Regions from separate parts of the Mus musculus genome. Here all the other regions are linked to region 3. Evidence: chromatin contacts called from public promoter capture Hi-C data. All regions are on one chromosome and are shown on one strand. Each heading gives the region's core, a stretch centred on a gene start, on an enhancer-like site or on the middle of the called end of the contact. The rest is flanking DNA. Distances are from core to core; before and after follow the strand shown.

Region 1 (3,966 bases), core at 266-2,765, 1.8 Mb before region 3:
GCTTTCTCAATATCTCTCTTTCTTCTTCTTCTTCTTCTTCTTCTTCTTCTTCTTCTTCTTCTTCTTCTTCTTCTTCCTCTTCTTTCTCTCTGTATTTTTTGATTGGTCTGCAGAGAAATGGGCTTACTTCGTGGTGACATTTGTATACAACATGGCTCTAAAACTTGCTTATTTTCCCCTCCACCGTCCTCCCCATCCCCCAACCTCCCGTCTCACTTTGCTTTCTACAGGGCTACTGTCTGTTGGATCTGACCAGTTTCTGATCCTCCCCCAGGACAGCTTCTACTTTCCAGTTCTGTCCTACTTAACAACCACATTTTGTCCTTTTGTCAAAACCCAGGGACTAAGGGAACCTTTCCCCTCCCTTTGGCTAAGATATCCGATCTAACCACCTCCCCACAGAGAACACGTGGATCCCTTTCCCTCGGCCTTTTTCAAGGACAGCTAACATGTCTACTCTAGCCTAGAGAAAATATTTATTTAAAACCCTGTACTCACATGCCCCGTGGCTTCTCGTTACTATTACCTGCTCCCATGTTCTAGTGGGTTTGTTTTTTTCTTTAATGTTTTCTCAGAATAGACACAAGAGCCTTATTTTTTTCCGGAGAGGACCTGCAGGGGTGAGTCTCATAGTGGTGCCTTCTAGGTCCTATGTCTCTGTAAGACATTCAGTGTTCAGTATGGTCTGCTGCTGGACTCAGGTTTCTGCGTTGCCACCTCTCCTATAGCTTCAGTTGTATCCTTACAAAAGCATGAAAAAATATTCTGTAAGAGAAATAATAAGTGGGGGATGTCAAGAATGACTCCTGCTGCCAGGCCTGATGACCTGAGTTGGATTCCCAGGGTCCACATAATGGAAGCCAAGACTGACTCCTCAAAGTTGTCTTCTGACTTCCACGCGCCAAACTGTCTCTCGTGACCACCCCCTCCAATAAATAAAATGTAATAAAGAAGAAATGTAAATGTTTGAATTAACGGAAAGCAATTTCTCTGACCCTCTCCTTGCTGTATATATGGACTAAAATATGTAGCATTCTGTGTTAATTTAAAAAAAAAATGAAGAGCGCAGCATTAAAAAAAAATCCAGATACAATTGTCTCCAATTTTCAGTGTTAGCTTTTGGTTATTTGAAACTTGAACACACTCCAGTTTACTGGCGTGCATTGTGCTCTTTAAGGTTAAGACTCTGGGTTGGGCAACCTGCAGCTTGGATAACAAGATGTCTTTTCCCCCTAGGTCCTTCCTCCAGCTTTTAAACAAGGAGCGTGGAGACAACTTGCGCAGTTGCTCGCTTCCTACCGGGAAGGAGGGAATTCGAGACTCGTCCGGGACTAGAGGGAGGAGACCTGGCAGTGGCTCCGATTTCCTCCCGCCACTCCGGAACCCTGGCCGGGAGCCGCAGAGACTAGGAAACCAGGGAGGCGCCACTGGAGCCTCGGGGAGGGTGGAGGGCGTGGCTTCGGGGGTGGGCGGGACCGCGGCTGGTGGGCAGGGTCTAGCCGGGGCGGGGCCACGGCAGGCAGCGCGGGGTGAGCCCGGCGAGCTGTGGTCTCCGCGCTCCGGGGCTCGGCAGGCGCTCCCGCTTCTGTCTCCGCGCGCAGTTCCCGCCGCCTCCTTCCAAGCGGGCTCGGCCCGGTGCGGCCGGCTGCTGGGGCGATGTGAACCGGGACCCGCAGGCGCGGCAGGTTCGCCGCGATGTGGCTCAAGCCCGAGGAGGTGCTGCTCAAGAACGCGCTGAAGCTCTGGGTGACCCAGAAGAGCAGCTGCTACTTCGTCTTGCAGCGGCGCCGCGGGCACGGCGAGGGGGGCGGCCGCCTCACCGGTAAGGGGCGCGCGCGGCGGCCCGGCCCGGCCTCTGTCCCTGCCGCCCGGCCGCGTCGCAGGTGGTGTCTCGGTGGCAGCCGACGAGGCCAGGACGGCCCTGCCTATGGCTTGTTTTCCTTTTTCCTGCGTTTCTCACGCGAGCTCCGGTCGGGCTTGGAGCTCAGGGACCCACGGGCCGAGAGAGGCAGGTGCATCTGGTGTGACCTGGCTCGCGAACGCTGGAGACGCAGCTTCTAGAGCTTGCCCCAAGGCAGCGAGATCGGGGCGCCCTAGGGCCCCGCCAGGTGACAGAAGGGTGCGCCCAGGCAGGCCCGGACTTGGCCATCTGGACGCAGCTGTGGCTCCAGGTGGTGTTGCAGCTGCGGACTTCAGGCCAGATCATCGGGAGGTTCTAGAGATCCAGGACTTTCTGGCCCAGGAGGCGGGGGCTGTCTTCGCTTCGAGGGGAAACTGAGGCACTATAGTTGCGTAGCGAAGTTAAGCATGCCGCTTTTGTTTCTCCTTTCAATGTCTTCTGTGGAACGATAGGACAAAAATACGATAGGCTTTGAAGTTGTCTCCAAGCAAGGCATTTTCCCCTTCTAAAAGTTATGGCTCAAAGCTGTTAAGAGATTGGGATCAGCTCGCGTTATTAGCTAGAGCACCTGCTCAATCAGGGAAGGGGAATTGTCGTGTTTTGCCTAGGGGGTTGGAATGATTCCTTTGGTTAAGGAGCCACCTCTGGTAAAAGGGACTTCAGATGATGGTCCTTTCATAACCTTCTACTGAATGTCGCTGAGGGGGTCAACAGACCTAAACGGTGCGCTCGGGTTAATTGCTGGTGACTGTCTGCACCTGGGCCAGTCTGGAGACGGCCCTTTGGGAGCAGAGTCTGGTTGGAGAAATGAGGAATATGCTTCTACCTAAAATCATGTATTTTAGCTTCAGGAAAAGCTAGCAGGTGTAGGGTGGGGTCAGGGTCCACGATGACAACCGAGACTCTCCTGAGAATTCAGTAGTGGGTAGGAGACCACAGGATTCTGGTTGAAAGGGTTAGTAGACAGTGGAACGTTCTGGGCAGCTGAGTGGCCACGAACCCCCCTGAACAGGGACAACTTGTGCAGCAGGTGGGCTTCGTGGGGGTGGGGGGAGAGTTACAGTAGAAGGAAGGGGGCCTTTGAGCCCTTTGTGAGGCCCTGGGTAGCACCATGGAATTTAGTGTTGGACTGGAGAACAAGAACTTGGTAGCATCCTGCAAAGCTCAGTAGAGGCCAAGTGGCCTGAGAGGGCTGTGTATGTACAACACTGGAGACGGTGGCTTAATTGATGGTGGATTAAGTAGAGTATCTGGTGTATTAGTCATCTGTTGCAGAGGGTGACGGTAGGACAGGAGACTTGTAAACTGGGAAATAGGGAAACAGTTTGTCCCCCCCAGACACTTTTGCTGCTGCCCACCCACCCACTTAATCCACTGAGCCTCTGGGGTGTTTGATGGGCTTACTGCCTTGGGAAGGAATCAGTGGGACAGGTAAGTCAGGGCCTGCAGTCTTCAGATTATTCTCCATCCAGCAGGATCCAGATGTGGAGGGCGGAGCTGCCTATCAGTGCTTCGTGAGCTTCAGAGAGTTTATGACTCAGATGTACAGAGATCATTTGTATACGAGTTCAGTGGTGTGTTGTGATAGCCATGGCTTTGGACTTCTCTGGTGTTTCCTTTGTCTCCATCCTGTGAATATGTGGAAACTTCTCTCTTCTCTTGGAGACACAGGTTACAATGTATAATCCAGGCTGGCCACAAATTCTTGTTCCTGTTGCCACAGGCACATGCCACCATGCAAAAAGAGAAATGGAAACAAGGAGAAAGCCTATGGAGAGAAGATACTTTGTTTCTTAGATGCCCTTTGCAGTGTGACTGTTGACCTTTGAACATTTATTGAGCAACCCCACTTCGGGTACTCCCCTTGAGCTGGTCTCCACTCAGCCACACAGGACTGCCACCCAGCAGCTCTGGTCTGGCAATTGTTGGAAAATATGGAAATGCAGTGGGCAGATAATAGCAGTGTGAGAGTTTATGGATGATATTATGTTTAAAGGAAATAATAGGGGCTGAAATGATGAGAGTTGAGGCTGGTTCTAGACTTCTTTTTGCAGAGAAACCAGTAG
Region 2 (3,805 bases), core at 557-3,056, 1.0 Mb after region 3:
CTGTGTGGTAACTCCCCAACCATAAGACTATTTTCATTGCTACTTCATAACAGTAATTTTTGCCACTGTTGTAAATCATAACTTGAATCCCTATCTTCCAATGGTCTTAGGGGATCCCCAAGAGGTTGCCACCCACAGATTGAGAACTGCTGCTCCCCTGCTCTAGCCTGCCTGATCAGGGTTAAAAGGGGGGGGGCATCCCAGGTGTCCAGTGAGAAGGGAAACATCTCTGTAGACACTGAAAGAAAACCCTGGATACATTATGGACAACTTTTTGCCCATTACATTTGCCCAAAGCTGACAAATTCCATGACATACAAAGTAACAAAACAATGTAACTCAAGAAGATACAGCAAGACCGCAAGTGTAGCTAGTTGGTAGAGAACTTATCTAGGTGCAGGTTCTGTGTTCAGCACACCAAAGGAGGAGGAAGAAGAGGAAGAGGAGGATGGAAAGGGGAAGCTGCCACCACCACCAGAACCAGTCTACATCTCTTTTTTAAAAACTTAATTTGTATATTATAAATATACACACTTTCTTCCCACAAAGAAAACTCAAGATCTAGGTAACTTCATGAGTGAACGCTATCAAACAGTTAAGAGATATGACCTCTCTTAAGATGATTTTCTCTGATGTTTTGCCCAACAACATAAAACTGACGCCACAAGTTTATGTGTTATTGGCTAATGGACCAGTGAAACAGAATAAAAGGTAGACAGAAACTATCAACTATTGACATAGGCACCAAGGCAATTTGAAAAAAATTTCTCTCTCTCATTATAAATTTATATAAATATAAATTATATATATATATATATATATATATATATATATATATATATATATATATATAATTTTTTGAGGCAGGATTCCACTATGTAGCCTCTGTCAACCTCTGGAACTCCGATATTGGCCTGCCTCTGCCTCCCTGTTACCAGGAATGACATGATCACACCCAGTTTCTCTTTGCCAACCCCCCACTTTTTTTTGTACATTATTTATTTTGTTTGCGAATGTGTGTGTGTGGCTGTACATATTCCATGGTGCACTTGTAGCAATCAGAATTGTGGAAGCCGGTTCTCTTTTACCATATGGGTCTCTGGGATCAAACCCCAGGTAGACAGCCTTAGTGATAAATGCCCCGATGCTTACTTGATACATGTATAAAAACTAACTCAAATTAAACATAGGTCTAAATGTAAATCTATGATACTTCTAAAATAAAATACAATTATTCACCTAGCGTTTGAATCTTATTAAATCCAAAACTGTTGCTTGGTATGGTAGTACATGCCTGTAATTCCAGCATTTGTGAGGCGGGAGAATCACAAGTTGAAGGCTAGCCTTGGTTTCACAGAGATCCTACCTCTAAAAACCAAAAAAGATGAATAAATCTAACTAAACTAACTCTCCCGTTGAAATAATCAGAGCTGACATCCTAAGAAGAGGAATGCTCACAGATGTCTCATCAAAAGAAAGACCTTCCAGTAGGTGAACTCAAAAGACTTCCTGATTTCAATAGACCTACCACCTCCTTTTTAATTCTTGCCCCCTTTAAGAACCCAGCCATGACATCATCTTACGGCCGCGCAGCCTACCTTGGCAACGCCTGGCTGTTCTTCCGGAAAGCTTCAATTGGTTAGCCGGCTCCAAGAGGCCCCTCCCACTTCCCCCAGCAACCCTCCCCGGCGCCGGCCGTCAATCAGGTCATTTGGCATCTGTGATTGGCCACGGGGCCGCGTTCGCGTAGGCAGCGCACTGGGGGAGGGGAGCGGCGCGGTGTCTGGAGTCGCATCCGTCCAGGTCTCCCCGCGAACCTTGTAGCCCGCCGGTCCTCCTGCAGCCCGCCTGCTGGGCAGGGCCGGCTCGGCCGGGCCATGGAGTCCTACGACATCATCGCTAACCAGCCCGTGGTCATCGACAATGTGAGGCCGGGCAGCGGGGGGTGGGGGAAGGACTGTGACCCGCCGCGGGGTCGCAGGCGGCGTGCGGTGGCCCACGCTGGTGGGGCCAGGGGTGGGCCTCGGGAGCACCTCCCTCGGAGTCCAGGATGTGCGGTACAGCTGATCACAGTCAGGCGGTCCTTAATGCTCTAGGCCGGTGAACGCGTCTGTCTGGGGTGGGATCGCTGGGCAAGTTAAGACCCCTGGCCCTTTGCTTGGTGGTAAGCTCTGGCCGCCTGATGGAGGTCGGCTGACATTTGACTTCTTGCACACTGCTGGCTTTATCTCTTGAAGGGCCTGGTGATCTTTACAACACTTCCCAAGGGGCTGCACCCAGAAGCAAACACTGCACGTTAATTTCCACCAGCCACCACCTGGTGGCCTCTTTGCCGCTTTAACTAACCCCCTCACTCTAAATGATCTTTTCGGAGAGTGTAGCCACTTTCCCCAGGACGGAGCAGTTTGGGGTAGTAGTTTGCAAGCCTGAAAGAAAAGAGGTCCTGCTTCCCGGGGCGTTGTCTTCCAGCCTGGGTTGTGCTTACCTTCAGTGGCCCTAGGAGCTGTCTATCCTTAGAGGCCTTGACGTGGCTGGGGTTTTCTCTAGCTGTGCCCAGAGCTGATGTGTAGGCCTTGGAGCTTTTGACGGTGACACACTTCTCTTTCTGGGAACTGACTCCTTCCCACGTGAGCCCCTGATGGCATCTTTGTGGCTGCCTTTTTTTGGAGCACCCATGTGGGCTCCCTTAAATCATAACTTGTTTATCAGAGAGGCTAGTCCTGGACTTTGGGGGTGTGCTTGGGGCAGGCTACAGTGTACATCAGGCTACCTACCTGTTTGGTGGCCAACAAGCTAATGAGCTCAGAGGCACCTGCCTGGCTGAGTTTGGGCTTGGAGCCTCTCGCTTGTTACTTGGATATGTTATTTTGGCCCTAATAGAGACTGGTAGGCAAAGGGTGTGAGTAGGTGACTCATTTACTAAGTGGAAGGTGTGTCCAGTTCATGTTGAAAGCCTAGGTCCAGCTTCCAGCAGGGACAGGGACTGCCTCTCCTCTTACTACCCAAGAAAGGTACTTGGAGACCACCAAGTGGTTCCCCTCCATGGACCCAGTATGTGGTCTCTGTCTGCTGGTGAAGACAAGGGTTCTTGAATAGAGTAAGGCTGAGGCGTAGCATCTAGCTATCTTTAAAGTGTAGCTGATTTCCTCTCCCTACAGGTACTAGCCAGAGCATTCACAGAGGAGATCTGTGGTCTCTCTTCACGGATGCCCATCTGGGGCCAGTCATTGCTGATAACCTCCACCCAACAGATGCCCCTAACAGTTCTCATCTCCCCCTTGGGTCCCCAGGACAGAAAATGCAGCCTCACACCTAGTTTTGATGTGCTAGTGCTTGCAAGTGATCTCCTTCTCTAGGTCAGGTCTCTGGCTTCCTCCCTGTCCAGCCTTGGTAGAACTGCCAGCTCTCTCCACTTGGGGACCCTGACTGCATCTTGAGTCGTTGGCAGGAGCTAAAACATTGCTTTTCCTTGCAGGGTTCAGGGGTGATCAAGGCTGGCTTTGCAGGAGACCAGATTCCTAAGTACTGTTTCCCAAACTAGTAAGTGTCACCTGTCACCTGGGGGGCGGAGGGCAGCAAGCTCCCCAGCCCCTTATTTGCTTTTGGGAAGAATGCGTCCCCTGTGGTGTTACAGCTTCCCTCTTGGAAGGCAAGTCCCTCCTCTACCTGGAAGAGGAAACACCAGATTGGTGGAGGTGACCCTGAGAGTAACTGCTGGGTCTCAGAGTCTCTTGCCTTTGTTTCTGGCTCAGCCTGTTAGGAGCAGCATCCAGCATTGCCCTGGGGATGGGGTGTGGTAAAGGCG
Region 3 (4,198 bases), core at 61-2,560:
TACGGAGTCAATAAATATTTAGCGGTTACAGCCGTGCAGAATACGTGTTGATCTGAACAGCAAGCAACAGCAGGCTTAGGGTGGGTGGGTGAAGGCACAGGCTTGCTTGTAGTTGTTCAGTTTAGTTTGAGGATTTCAAACAAGGCAAACACACACCTAAGCAATTCATTTGCTCCTCTGTGAGTCACCTGCTCACTGTGAGTGGTTGTCAATTAGGAGACTGATTCATGATTTGTTTATGTTCTTTGAGGGAATTAATTTCATTTAACCATCAAAGGAGACTTTTAAGTGACTAGCTTGAACCAAAGGGATCGATTACACCCAAAAGTTAAAAAGGCAACTAACTTCCTTTCATGTACCCAACCAAATGAGATCTCTCGCCAGGTTCTTTCCTATTTTGTTTGGGATTTTGGTCTAATTTTAAAGTCCGCTTTTCAAGATAGAGGTGCAAGTGTGTGCTTCTTGGGTTTCTCTGCGTCCCTGGTCCCAAGATATCAGCCCCAAGGCTCAACGGTGGAGTATGGATTCCTCTAGATCTGACAGTGGCACTCTTAACATCGCTGCGGAAGTCAGAACTCAGGAACCACTCCACCCCAGTGCCACTGTCTGATGGGAGAATTCTCTTTTCTACCTGGGGCTCCTGCTACTGCAGCCTGGGCGTCCTGCTGGGGCTCAGCTGACATTCCTTGTACTTCACCCCTTGACCATGGCAGTGTCAGCAGGCCAAAAGAGGGCTCTCTCTGTAGGTAGCTTAGCTGAGGAGCCGGGGGGGGGGGGGGGGGGGGGGGGGCAGCCCGCTCCTTCCCCAAATGGGCCAGCTCCTCTGTTAGATGTAGGGGTGGGGACCGAAGCTGAGACGTCTCCTTCAGCTTTTTATCCCACACTTGCCAGTGCCACAGCAATGATTCACCTAGAGACGGGGCGGCAGCTTCCCTCATTAGCCCTCAGACGCTCGGACCCACAAGGTTATGAAACAACTTTTACTTTTTATCCGTATGCGCACGTTCCTCCCTGCCACCCGGGCGCCCACTCTCCGAGGCTCGGGTGACAGGGAGGTGGCGCGCAGGAGCCGCGATCGTGAGCGTCCTCGTCCTGGCGGTGGTCCCCCAGCCCTCGGACCTCGCGCAGGCAGGAGCCAGCCAAGCTCCCAGCTCTGCAGCGCCGCCACGTGGGGTGGCCAGGGTCCCGCGTGCCCGGCGGGAGCGGCGCGGGGGAGGCGCGCGGGCCTGGGCGGCGCGGAGCAGAGCTGAGCAGAGCGGAACAGCCGCGTCCGCCCCCGCCGGGCCGCGCGCAGCCGAGTCGGGAGCCGGGAGCGCGCGCCCAGCGCAGGGCCAGCGCGGCCGCCCGAGGGTCGCGCCCGCGTCCGCGTCCATCCCCCGGCCGCAGACCCCGCGCTACCCGCGCCCTACCGCCACCTGCTGCGCGGCGCCGCCGGCCCTCGACGCTGCGGCCGGGGGTCAGGGTGCACCCCGGCAGAGCAGCCCCCGCTTGTCCCCGCGGACTGAGCCCTTCCCGGCACGCTCGCCAAACACGGCCACGCTCCAGTGCCAGGTACCTGGGACAGTCTGAAATGGCGTGGCCACGCAGCATGCGTGGGGCGCAGACCCAGGGAGGTTGGAGGGAGCTGGGTTGGGGGTGAGAGTCTGACGCGTTCCCGAAGTCGCGTCCTGTCGTGGAGCTGGGGAGGTAGTGGCGAGAAGAGCTCAGGTAGCCCAGGGCCCTTTGGACGTGAAGGGTACCCACGCCACCCCTGTGGGGGCCACGTCCACGACACTATGGTCGGTGGGGCCGAGAGAAGCCAGACGCGCAAGTGCCCAAAGTTTTCCTCTGAGCGCTTTGCTGGACTTAACTTTGAAATGTGAGGCAGAGCTGAGCAGTTTAACCAGTTTTAACACTAAGAAAACGGGGGGGGGGGGGGGGGGGACAGGGCTTGCTGCCCGCGTTTCAGTTCTTAGTACCAGAGCATAATCGCGTCTGTCTCCCAGGGCCACGGAGAGGGAGACGGTGGACACACAGGCTGTCTTCCTTATGCTTCGGGTCATGGTTTATTTAACAGGCTTGGGGCTTAGGTTACAAGCCACCAGAGGGGAGTCTGAGTTTAATCTTAGACATAATCAGAATTTGAATCAACAAATATTTGCTGAGCAGTCATTTACTAACCGGCAGGACTTCGTTTTCAGTATGAGGTAGGTAGGTGTACAACTGCTGAGAGGCGGGGTAGTTACTCAAATGAGCAAGCGTTTGTTTTGTTTTGTTTTTGTTTGTTTTGTTTGTTTGTTTTTGTTTTTGAAATGCAAGGGGAAAGGAAGGCCGAGGTGTGACTGGACTTGTGGCCTGCAGGTGGCCAGTTGGCATTGTGTCAGAAATGAACCAGAAAATCCAAGTGGGAAGACAGGCACCTGTGTTGTTTGTCGCTCTCTTGGGAGCCCTCGCACCTTCCAGAACTATTTTAAAGTAAGCCCCTCCTTTGGTGGAGGCTGGGACTTCCTTCCATTTACCTAAATACATAGCAACCACGAAATAGAATCTCAGCCCTGATACTCATTGGGAGCTGGGTCATGCCAGACGTGCACCTGAGATGAATGAGGATCAGGGATCACCTGAGAGCTAGCTCTTTGAGATTATAAAATGATGGAGACGAAGTTCAGTGCGGGTGGCTGAAGATGTCTGCCCCCCACCCCACCCCCGCGTTGAGCTGCGCTGCGTTCCACTCTGAATTCTAGGGTTGTGCCGGTCCAAATCGGAGCATGAGACAAGGCCGAGAGATCAGAAAGACTGGTTCTGTCCTTTACTTAAAATTGAGGTATTTTGTAAATCATGGGTTTTCATATTTGTTTTAAATGCTTCAAAATGTTGCATTTAACATTTCTAGTAACATGACTGATTTTTCTTCTTCTTTTTTTTAACCAGAGAGGCATTTGTCTTTCTCTCTAAGGTTCTAGATTTGTTTCTGTCTCTCCAGCAGCCCTTTTCCATTTATAGAATCAGTGTAGTATCCAATAAGGGTAGTATCCATCCATAGCTGCTTCAGGGCCATGCTGCAGGAGCTGGCAAATGGGTTTGGCGTGTAGTGGGTTGGCTGCTAGGATAGTTGAGCCAGGAGCATCAATGCTCAGCGTGGTTCTTTGGGCCTTATCTAATCGTGCCTCGAGTCTCAGCTTGCCCTTATGGAGAAGCAGAGAAGTGATAGCATACTGCGTGTGTGCCCACTTCCAGATTTCTATCCTGGAGGCTCTGAGGTGATGGTGGTTTTATGAGATAGTGCCCCTTGCACTGAATTAGGGCGCATTATAATCAACATTCCAGAAAGCTTCTTCCCTCCTTTGGCTGCATCTGTGAGTCAGGAAACAACCCCTCACCGGGTACCAGATGCTGGGATGCTTGGATCTTAGACTCCCAGAACTGTGAGGAGCAAACTTCTCTTGTTTATAAACCACGCAGACTGTAGTATGTTGTTACACGGCCGGAATGTTACATAGTAGCCAGCTCTGGGAGAGTTCTCAGCTACAAAGGGAGACTGTGACTGCTTGGGCCCTCCCGTGGGCTAAGTTGTCTGGATGGCCTAGTAGGCCTGCATTTGACTTGGCAAGACTATGTGCTTTCCGCCTGGAACTTAGCCCAGGCAGGTAGTCTTATAAATATTGTTTGTGTTGTAAAGAGACCCAGCGGAAGCATCTGCATTGGGGGGTGGGGGTGGGAGGTCGGGGAAGGGTAGATACATCTCCTGTTGTGCGTTTATTGTGAAGGGGTGCAGCTTTTTGATGTGTATTTAATTTTGTGGCCCAGACAGAATGTCCTGGCTCCCTTTTTGGTATACTCACTTCTAGTTTTTCTTGGGCTGAATTTAAGTGATATTTCAATCACTGTGTAGCTGAAAGCAGCTTGCTCCCCAAGTCCTTCTTTAGGAACCTCCTTGTTGAAGTGGTGTCCAGGCACTAGAAAAAGCCACAGTGAAATCTGGACATAGGGAGGTTGCCTCTTGTGTGTTGATCTTGCTGTTCCCCAGGGAGTCCCTCCTCCTCGGCCCCACCCCCACCCCCATGCTACGTTGGTTTCCTGGCTAGGGTTTCTTCTGATATTATTTAGCTGGTCTTTGCATTGGCTATCAGAACTCCTTCCCCTAAGGCTTCATCAAGCTCTCTCTATAAGGTAGCTGCTAACCTGCCCAGGAACTGTGTCGTGTGGTACTGCCACACCA
Region 4 (4,108 bases), core at 1,190-3,689, 1.2 Mb after region 3:
AAAAGGGCTGATCGCCAGGCCGTGGTGGCGCCGCCTTTAATCCCAGCACTCGGGAGGCAGAGGCAGGCAGATTTCTGAGTTTGAGGCCAGCCTGGTCTACAGAGTGAGGTCCTGGACAGCCAGGGCTACACAGAGAAACACTGTTTCAAACAAACAAACAAAACAAAACAAACAAACAAAACAAAAAAATAGGGGTTGCTCAAAAAGAATGAAAGGAGACATTAAGGTAAAAAAGGGGAGAATGGAGATGGGGTTAGGGAAGAGCAGGTAGCTGACATGCACTGAAAAACAATTTAAATGAAAGAGAGGAAGCAAGAGCACCAGAGGATGCAGGGTTCAGTTCCCAGGACCAGCAGGGTGGCTGGCTGTAATTCCAGTCTCAAGGAACCTAGCGCCTTCTTCTGGCTTCCATAGGCACTGCATGCATGAGGAACAACACAGGCACTCATAAACATAACAATAAAAATCTCAAAAAAAAAAAAAATTAAGAGGGAGAAAAAAGCCAGGAAGGAAAATTAAGTCATTATTCATGAGTTGCTTCCGATGACATTAAAATGGAAGTTCTCTCAGTACCCACAGTAAGTATTATGAGTCCTTTCTAATCCCACAATCTGAAAGGGCCAGGAACCATTACAGGTCCAGCTAATTTAATGCTAAAAAGGCAAAGACAACAGTTTCCAGTTACCTAACCCTCTTGACATCATTTTAGTTACTATCCAAGAATCTGGGGCAACTAGGAAGCCCAAGTGCACAATACAGCCCAGGAGAAGGAAACCTCTGGGATTAGAGCCAAGTAGGCATGCTTGCTGCCTGCCAATGGATCTTTTTATTCATTCATTTACTTTTGAGACAGAATCTTTAGTCCAGGCCGGCTTCCATCCTTCTAAGTAGGTAGGCCACTGCTTGGGTTTATGTGGTACTGGGTAATGGTCAGGGCTTCATGTATGTTAGGCAAGCACTGAGCTACATCCCCAACTTTTTTAAAATTTTCTATTTAACAAACAGGGTAACCACCTTCCGATCCTCCCGCATCAGACTCCCATAGCACTTCCTTCCGCTTCTAAAAGGTGGGTCTTTAAATATTTCCAAAGGTCATTCGCAGGTACAAGGCCATCACTTTCTGGGGCCTTTCTAACAGGGGCGTCCCCTTACCTCGCTTGAACTCCTCCAGGACAGCGTCCAGTTTGGTATCGTTGAAGACAAAGTGGAGTGGATGGTTGTAGAAGCGGGTGATGGTGCTGAGCGGTGTGCAGTCCTCGGGCTCAACGATAGCCAAGTCTTTGAGGTAGAGCATGTCCACGATGTTGGAGCGCTCCTCCTCGTACACTGGGATGCGCGTGTGGCCGCTCTGCATGATGCTGGCGAGGACGCTGAAGTCTAGGACAGTGCCGGAGTCCAGCATAAAGCAGTCTTCGAGCGGCGTGAGCACGTCCTCCACGGTCCGGGAGCGCAGCACTCCCTTGCTGAGGTCGCTGTAGGGGTCGCCGCCGCCGCGCGCCAGCTCCAGCACGCGCTCCCGCAGACGCCCCGGCCGCGCTGCCAGCTCCAGCAGCTGCCCGACCGGCAGCGCCACGGGCAAGGTGAGCAGCACCGCCAGGCGGCTGAGGCCCAACGCGCGCGGCGCCAGCGCCAGCGCCCAGCGTCCGCTCACGGCGGCCGGCAGCACCTCACCCACCAGGAACACCAGCCCCGCGCAACCCAGCACGGCGGGCACGGCGCGCTGGCCCGCCGCCCCGTACAGCAGCACGGCCAGTGCCGCCTGCGCCAGGCTGGCCAGAAGCAGCAGCGCGCCCAGGGCGCAGCCGGCCCAGCGCCGCGCGGGTTCCAGGCGCCGCGCCGCCGCGCGCTCCGCCTCCGAGCCGCTCTCGCGCAGCACCTGCACCTCGGCCGGCGCCAGCGCCAGCGCGCTCAGCTGCAGGCCGCGCGCCACCGCCGCCAGGGCCAGCAGCCCGGCCGCCCCCAGCCCCAGCGCCCAGGGCGGCGCCGCCTCCTCCGCGGCCCCACCACCCGGCTCCACGCGCACCGCCAGCAGCGCGGAGCGCGGGTGGCCGGCCTCGGCGCGCAGGCGCAGCAGCGCGCGCCACTCGCCCGTCGGGGCGGCCGCCTCCTCGGGCTCCGTGGCCCGTCCGCCCTCCGGGCAGCCTGCGCCCTCGGCGGCTACCCAGGTCCAGGAGCTGTTGGCCAAGCCGGAGCAGAAGAGTCGCAAGCACAAAGTGGCCTCTGGCGCTGCCCTTCCGCGCAGGGAGCCCGCGCCCGGTGCGCTGTCCTCTTCCGTGCAGAAGTTCAGCAGTCCCGCGCCCGGCGCCGGCGCCGCCTCCCCTGCGGTGCTGCCCAGACAGAACGCGGCAAGCACCCAGCCCAACCAACCCACCACAGCCGCAGCAGCCGCCGCCATGGCCTGCTACCCCTTCTGGGCCTCGGGCGCAGCCTACCCCACTCACCCGCGCCTCTGTTGTTGCAGCCAATCGGCGCGGGCCTCCGCGTCACTTTGACCAATAAGCGGCTGGCGGGGGCGGGCTCTGGGGAGAACTAGGCTGCGCCGGGGAGTAAACAAGCGGCGCGGGGCGGGGCGAGCCGGAGGGGCGTGGGGCTCCGCAGGCAAGGGAGGACGCGGGGCGGCTGTCTGGGACGGCCTCGGAGTTCCCGGCGCGTGTGGACGAGCAAAGGAAGGTCATTAACCCTCTGGCCAGCAAGGCTAAGGGCTGAATAAGAACCAGGGACTGGGCACAGGGAAACCTGGAGTCGTTTGTTTAAAACATTTTCTTATCATTTGTATTTGTATGTGGGTTTGCGCTTGCGAGGGCAGTGCTTTGGGCAGACGCAAGAGGGCGTCGAATTCCCCCTGGAGCTGGAGTTCCAAGCTAATGGGAAGCTGTGCTGGGAACTGAACTCTGGTCCTCAGCACACATTCTTAACCTCACCCAGCTCTATTGGTTTGTTTTAAAGCTAAAGTCTCTTAGCTTTGCGTTGGGCTCTGTGGATATCAAGACAGACACCTGCTTTTGAGGAAGATGCCTTGATAGGAAGGTCCATAGTAAATACTCAAACCCAGAAAAATCTGTTTCCTTGAATCTTCACACTTGTTTCATGTAATTAAGCTTACAATAAAACGATGTTTAGAGACTGATTCTGTGTGCCTTTGGTTTCTGACATGCACCTGACATTCGGGTCATTCAGCCATGCAGGGAGATAGCAGCTGTCAGGAATTTCCATACATGCTAGCTTCACAACCACAGTTTATTCTGATTCCTCGGGTTGAGAAAGCTGTTTGAGAGGGTTCTTTTTGTCCTTATTTTGGAAGACACCTGCATGATCAGATGGAGCATTCTTCGTTCATTGTATGTGGTCTTTATGGGATTAGCTTCTCTATGGGTATCCCTGTTTTTTGCATTTTTCTCTCTACTTTCTCCCTAAATGTACTAAGACATGTACACATCTTATACATATGTTTTGTTTTGTTTTGTGTCTGTGTGGGCCCAAGTGTATGTATGTGTGTTGTGTATGCAGGTGCCGAAGGAGGCTAGAAGAGGGCACTACATCCCCTGGAACTAGAGTTGACATTTGTGAGCCACCATGTTGGTTCTGGGAACCAGGCCTTCTGCAAGAGTGGTAAGTGCTCTTAACCACTGAGTCCATCTCTCCAGCCTCTTGAATTTTTTTTCTAAAATGGATTCTGTAGACATAACTGAAACAGTCCCACATGGCATATGTGCATACACGCAAACATACACATACAAACATCAATTTTTTTTTTGAGACAGTGTTTCTCTGTGTAGCCCTGGCTGTCCTGGAACTCTGTAGACCAGGCTGGCCTCGAACTCAGAAATCCACCTGCCTCTGCCTCCCAAGTGCTGGGATTAAAGACATGTGCCACTACTGCCTGGCCAAACATCAATTTTAAAATAACAATAAAAAAATGTAACAAAGCAAACACCTCATAAATGGGGGCAAGGTATGATCTCCCTGGCTAGCTTGTGCATCTTAGCTCCATGTGCTCTTCATTTGCTCGTGTGACAAGCATTTCCTACACTGAGTGTGTGCGGGACAGGTAACTTCCCAAAGGCTGGAACTCTGGCAGGGACAACAGCTTCCACCCTCGTGGTGCTCA

What was found. Promoter capture Hi-C pulls out the DNA fragments that hold promoters and counts their contacts. Capture Hi-C pulls out chosen DNA fragments and counts their contacts.
Region 1: a contact with region 3 is called in a promoter capture Hi-C map of pre-B cells, with 3 times the contacts expected there. The contact joins the promoter of Tbc1d8 here to the promoter of Cracdl in region 3.
Region 2: a contact with region 3 is called in a promoter capture Hi-C map of adipose tissue, with 2.6 times the contacts expected there. The contact joins the promoter of Actr1b here to the promoter of Cracdl in region 3. A contact is called at or near these places in 4 of 39 promoter capture datasets (the C10 cell line, cranial neural crest, embryonic stem cells and 1 more) and 1 of 9 other capture datasets (adipose tissue).
Region 4: a promoter capture Hi-C map of stem cell-derived epiblast-like cells shows a contact between it and region 3, with 4 times the contacts expected there. The contact joins the promoter of Cnnm3 here to the promoter of Cracdl in region 3. A contact is called at or near these places in 1 of 39 promoter capture datasets (stem cell-derived epiblast-like cells) and 1 of 115 datasets of contacts at active chromatin or transcription factors (astrocytes).

The regions. Positions count from the first base shown.
Region 1 is chr1:39,476,296-39,480,261 of GRCm38.p6, reverse strand. Tbc1d8 (TBC1 domain family, member 8) reads left to right here and starts at 1,515. Exons shown (of 20, transcript NM_018775.4): 1 at 1,515-1,822. The coding sequence starts at 1,696.
Region 2 is chr1:36,707,926-36,711,730 of GRCm38.p6, reverse strand. It overlaps Actr1b (ARP1 actin-related protein 1B, centractin beta), which reads left to right and starts at 1,806. Exons shown (of 11, transcript NM_146107.2): 1 at 1,806-1,925; 2 at 3,476-3,540. The coding sequence starts at 1,878.
Region 3 is chr1:37,716,923-37,721,120 of GRCm38.p6, reverse strand. Cracdl (capping protein inhibiting regulator of actin like) reads left to right here and starts at 1,310. Exons shown (of 10, transcript NM_028096.1): 1 at 1,310-1,551.
Region 4 is chr1:36,510,198-36,514,305 of GRCm38.p6, reverse strand. It overlaps Cnnm3 (cyclin M3), which reads right to left and starts at 2,439. Exons shown (of 8, transcript NM_053186.3): 1 at 1,153-2,439. The coding sequence starts at 2,395.